Regions from separate parts of the Canis lupus genome. Here region 1 is linked to region 2. The links are chromatin contacts, called in public Hi-C maps. All regions are on one chromosome and are shown on one strand. The core of a region is the stretch at or near the end of the contact, and the rest is flanking DNA. Distances in the headings are between cores, read along the strand shown. Region 1 holds the start of MPZL1 (myelin protein zero-like protein 1). Region 2 holds the start of MPC2 (mitochondrial pyruvate carrier 2).

What was found. A called contact is a pair of places that touch in the nucleus more often than the background predicts.
Region 1: a Hi-C map of blood shows a contact between it and region 2, with 2.7 times the contacts expected there. The contact joins the promoter of MPZL1 here to the promoter of MPC2 in region 2. A contact is called at or near these places in 2 of 9 Hi-C or Micro-C datasets (amygdala and blood).

The regions. Positions count from the first base shown.
Region 1 is chr7:30,668,631-30,671,330 of UU_Cfam_GSD_1.0, reverse strand. It overlaps MPZL1 (myelin protein zero-like protein 1), which reads left to right and starts at 1,444. Exons shown (of 7, transcript XM_038541800.1): 1 at 1,444-1,593; 2 at 1,668-2,004. The coding sequence starts at 1,444.
Region 2 is chr7:30,470,954-30,473,653 of UU_Cfam_GSD_1.0, reverse strand. It overlaps MPC2 (mitochondrial pyruvate carrier 2), which reads right to left and starts at 1,271. Exons shown (of 5, transcript XM_038542635.1): 1 at 853-1,271. The coding sequence starts at 961. DCAF6 (DDB1- and CUL4-associated factor 6) reads left to right here and starts at 1,739. Exons shown (of 23, transcript XM_038542619.1): 1 at 1,739-2,130. The coding sequence starts at 2,034.

The DNA.
Region 1 (2,700 bases), core at 195-2,694, 200 kb before region 2:
CATTTTAAGCTCTGTTCATGGTCCAGCTTGTCAGCTGTCCTCGCAGACCAGCTTCTCTTCCTTGGCTTTTAGTTCTGGTTGTCTGGTAGCATCATTTTCCACTCAGGCTAGAATTGGAGGTCACATCTGTCTTTCTGAATTCTTTTCTCTTGATCAGACTTCCCACCCAATTGATACTCAGTCCTGTTGCTCTCTTACTGAAATTTTTTGGAAATCTTTTTTAAAAAAAGAAAGACCACCTCAAATTCTACATCCTTTGTGCATCTTTCCCACACACCAATTGGGCCAGGGGCTCTCAGAAGAGGAAGGTATGTGTGTTGGAGGTATATCAGTCAGAGAAACTTGTAGCATTACATGGGACTTTGAGAGCTAATGTCCTTGTTGGTCTTGGGTTTTACCTTTATTTGCCCTTCTCTTCAAGGATTTTAAAAAATTTAGCACCTGTTTGTCTACAGCGGTAGATTATGTGCTTCTTTAGAGAAAAGTCTAGGTGTTCTACATCTATAACACATAGTAGTCACTTAACACTTTGTATTCTATCCAACCTATGATACATTCCAGGCACATTTCTTAAGGATCTTGCTGAGAAAAATAGGGCACAATGGTTGTCATGCTTTTTTCATTTTCTCTCCCTACTCCTAATGATTAAGAGTTTGCTTACGAGGCTAGTAGGCTAAAACAGCAAAAATATCAATTTGTCTAAAATTGACTTCAGACAGAACCCTGAAATGAGAGGGTTACATTTGGGTGTTCTCCAGACTCTTCCCCTACTCTTGTCCAAATGGTCTACATTTTGTTCCTTCCTTGACTCTACCGGCCTCCCACCTGGATTTTTCCCTTTCTTCGCTCGCTCTCATCCTGTCCCTCCCCCTGGTGTGCCTTTTGCAGGGTGTTCTCATAAGGACACTTCCAAACCCTCTTCAGCATTCACCGGGCAACCAGTGAGTGAGCAGGGGACACACTCTGGGCCCAGGTAGCCAAGCTGAGCAGAGTCAGCCAAGGCACTTCAGGACCAGGAATTTCCCATTCCAATTTTAATCGACACATCAAGGGACATTTTGTCCGCAAAAGCAAAACAAACTAAAAAGCACATTCATTTGTGTTCCAGGTAGTAGGTAAGAGGCCCCAGTCCAGCCTTTCTTAAGCCGAAAAAAGGACTCACTCCTAAAAGGAGATTGGGGCAAGATGGAGACTTCATTTCAAGCTGGCTGATTTCTCAAATTGCAACACATAAATTACCTAGTCCAGGCGAAGGACAAGCCTTGCAAGCGGCAAGGCGGGAGATGTGTTCCATGTGGACGACTGAATCATCCCATCGTCATTCTCATTTTTTTTTTTTTCCCCCTTTGTAAAGGGAGCGCTGCTTTTTCTTTAGGTGAGGCTCCGAGAAACCTAGAAGGGCTGACACCGAGGCGAGAACGGAGCCGGCAAAGAGGAGGGACTATGGAGGGATCTGCGGGACTGGACCTCCGAGGCAGAGGAGACGGCGGCCGGTCCGCGGGACAGGCGGACCCCCAGGCGGGCAGAGCGCCCGGCGGCAGGAGCCCAGCCCTCGGGAGACCCCGGCCTCCAGCGCCCGGAGAAGGAGCCTGGGTGGGACCGGGGGGCCGGGCCCTCCGGACGGGGGGTGATGGACAGGCGGCGTCCTCCAATGGCGTCCTCCCGAGGCCGCGGGGCGGGCCAATGAGCGGGCCGCGGGGGCGGGCGCGGGCGCGGGGCGGGGACTGCCGCGGGGGCCAGCGGCGGGGAGCGCGGCGTGGAGGTGCCAGCGGGCGCGGGCGCGGGCGCGGGCGCGGGCGCGGGCGGCTGCAGCAGCGAGGCCGAGGTTCCTCCCGCGAGCCGAGCGGGGTGCAGTGGGGCCGGCGGCCCAGAGGCGCGGCGGCGGCGGCGGCGGCGGCGGCGTTGGGAGGACGATGGCAGCACTCGCGGGAGCCGCGGCCGTGCTTGCAGCCGCAGCCCGCAGGCGCTGGCCGTGGCTGGTGCTGGCGGCGGTGCTCGGGCTGTGTGAGTGATGCGGACGCCGCGGCCGGGGCGGCGGGGCGGCGGGGCCTCCCGGGGCCGGCGCCCTCCCCCTCCTCCTCCTCCTCGCGGCGGCCGCCGAGGCGGGGAGGGGGCGCGGCCTGCGCGCTCCGGGGCCTGGAGGGCGCGCGCGGTTGGGGAGCGCCTGGTTTTCCTTCTTCCCGGTCCCTGCGTGTGCGGGAGGAGGGGCGAGCTCCCCACCTTGCTCCCTCCTGGGGGCGCTGCCGGGTGGCTGCCTGGAGCCTGCGCGGGGTCGCCCGCCTTCCCCGCCTGTGCCCCGGGGGTGCCCCGGCCCGCTGGATTCCGGTTCGGGAACCCGGGGTTCCCGACCTTTCCCACCTCAGGAAGGCGGCGGAGGAAGGAAGGTCGCAGGGTTTGCTTTCGCAGGGCCTTTGTTGGCTTGTGTCCTCGTTCTAAACGCACGTCCTCTTTGAGCCTGTAAACTCCATTTCGAATGCTCTCCAGTGCATTTTGTAAGCCTCCGGGATCGAGGAGTCCTGCAATCTCCTGGGTCTCGCCTCTAGCCGCCGAGCACCCATACCGACAGTACATCTGCATTACTTCTGGGTTGCACTGGGAATAGCACTGAAATGACCGGGCTTAAAAAGAATTTGGTCAAATCCCTAATGATTCCAGACAGAGTCACCACGGTTTGACAAGACACCAGACATTAAAAAGCTC
Region 2 (2,700 bases), core at 22-2,521:
GTAATATTACCGCCCGTTTTATAGAAGAGGTAACAAAACTCTAGGTCTTGAAGAGTTGGAAGGATTGGGATCTTCCAGTTTCTTATACTATTTTTTTTTTTCAGCCACAAGAACAGTGTTTTCCAGCAGGACAAGTGAGAGCTAACACTTGTTAGGCATTTATGAAGACTCAAACGCATGTTATCTTTAATTCTCACACTGAGCAGATTTTACAGGGACTAAACTATCTAGGATTTCGCCCAAGGTCACAGCTACATAGTAAGAGGCACAACAGAATTAAATCCGGGTCTGCCCACATGAAAAAGTCTAGGGAGAATCAGTCAGAAAGGACAGCCTTCAACAAACTGGATCTATGGGACTAGGTATGACACTGACTCGGAAACCCGGGTAACGCATCTGCAGGCCTCGGCCAGCTGGAGCTGAGGGAAGTGTGACCTTTACTCCAAACCGGTGCGACAAGATCCGCGTGGATCAATATACACCAGTACTCGTGGAGGATAAGGGGAGAGAATGAGAATCTCGTGGGGGCCCAGGCCGATCTGTGGCCGCGGGAAGCGAGAAGGCTCAAACCCAGAGGCCCGGGCCGGGGTGTGGGTCGTGCCTAAGGGATGGGGTGCAGCAAAGGTCGCGAAGGGCACAGAATCGATAATCTCAGGTTTAACGAGAGATGTTGGAGGAGATAAAGTGAAAAGCAGGGAGGACGGGAAAGTGAGACCGGGCTCGCTTGAAGGGAAGTAGTTGGGGCTGCGGGCGATACCTCCAGCGGCGGAGTTGTCCGTGGCCGCTAAAGGTCTATTTCCGACGAGGGGGGGGGAGTGAAGGTCTCGCTGAGAGCTATTCCGGGTCTGTTACCTGCCGGGTGGTTGTACAGCGGCCTCAATTTCTCCGGCAGCAGGAGCTCCACTTTATCCAGGACCCGGTGGTAGGTGGCCCGAAGGCCCCGGGCGCCAGCGGCTGACATCTCTGCGGACGAGTGGTCGTGGGCGGTCGAGAGGGAGAGCGGCCGCGTGCTGCTCCCTGGATGACAACGAAGGGCACTCGTCACTTTCTCCTGCCACAGCGCCTAGCGTCCTCCTCTCTCCGAGGTTGCCCTTCCCGCGGCTCAGGCTGCCCCCTGCGAACCACAGGGGTGGCGAGAACCCAGGAAAGCACTGAGGGGGCGGAGATACAGCGACGGCCCGCCCCGGGCCCGCCTCCTTCACTCCCGCTGCCCAGGAGGAGGAGGAGTCATGGCAACAGGTGCCTGGAGGACTGCCTCCCCACGCCAACCCGGCGCCCCGGCGGCAGCGCGCCTGCGCAAGCACGGCCGCCCCACGGTGATTGGCCCGCCTCGTGGTGCGGGCGGGGTCCAGCGCGAACCTCCAATTTCTCCTTCCTGCCCTCGAGGCCATGTTGGAGAAGGGAAAGTGAAGCTGCACGGGCTCTAATCCCCCTCCGCTTTAAGACAGCCCGCAGTTAAAATGGGCTTTCCGGGCCTTCAGTGCCCCAACTAAAGATGACGCCGCACAACGCTCTTGCTTCCCTTGGAATGAGCCTTGTGACTGAGAGACCTCACATCTCAGCTCCTCCTCTCTCTATGCCTCACTTATCCGTAGAGAATCAAGGAGTTAGCTACAGAACCCACTTTCCTAGGGTTCTGCTCGTCAGCCGTGGCGCAGACGAGCGTCAGCCCCGGGGGTGGTCGTCATCTCGCGAGAAGCGCTTGGAAGGGAGGGTGTCGAGAACGAGGAGAGGGAGGAGTCGCGGCCGCCTCCGCCTCCTCCTCCTCCTGTCGGAGGGGGGCCGAGGGAGGGGACTGTTGCTGATCTCTGGATGTTCTGGGTAGTCTGAGAAGGAGAGTATGAGGCGAGCTCCGGCCCGGGCGCGGCCGGGCTTCGGGGGCGAGGGCGCCGCCGCCATCTAACTCGCAGCGCCCGCGAGGCCCGGCGCGCGGATGGTGCCGGTGCGGCTCGGGTGTTGATCCGCGGTGTCCCCTCCCCCTTCTCCCCTCCCCCACGCGGTGGTCTCCCCTTCTACCCCGGCCCGGCAGAGCCATGTCTCGGGGTGGCTCCTGCCCACACCTGTTGTGGGACGTGAGGAAAAGGTCCCTCGGGCTGGAGGACCCGTCCCGGCTGCGGAGCCGCTACCTGGGTGAGCGGGGGCGCGGGGGCCCGGGGGCGGAGGCGCTGAGGTCGCCGCCCAGAGGGGGGGAGGGGGCCGCGCCGCGGGGGCTGTTGGTGGGGAAGCGCCTCGGCGGGGCCGCCCCGGAGACCCCGGGGTGCTGGGTGGACGTTGGCTGGCGCCCCCGGTGCGGGTGTCCTCCCACGGCCAAGCCCCCTTGCGTGCTGCCGGCCGCCGCCCTTGCTGGGTTTCCCTCAGGGGGCCGGGTGGGCGGCAGACGCTACTGGCCGGGAAAGGTGTTGGGGGCGCGTGTGGAGTGCGGTTCGGGAGAAGACTTGCCCAGCCTCCCGGAGCTGCTTCGTTTGGAGCCAAAGTTGGCGCTTGTGCTCCCCTCCAGCGCTCTCCCCGCTCCGCCGAAGGACTAAGTTTTTGTTGACAGCACTCGCCTCCTCTCAGTCTTCGGAGGGCTGGGGTGTCGGCCGCGGCGCGGCGGCCACCTTGAGGGACTTCGTGCACCACACGGACTCGGCGTAAACTGTGGTGCGGCGCCCAGCCAAAGCCCAAAAGTGATAGCCGAGCTCTCCCCACCCCCGCGCGCTT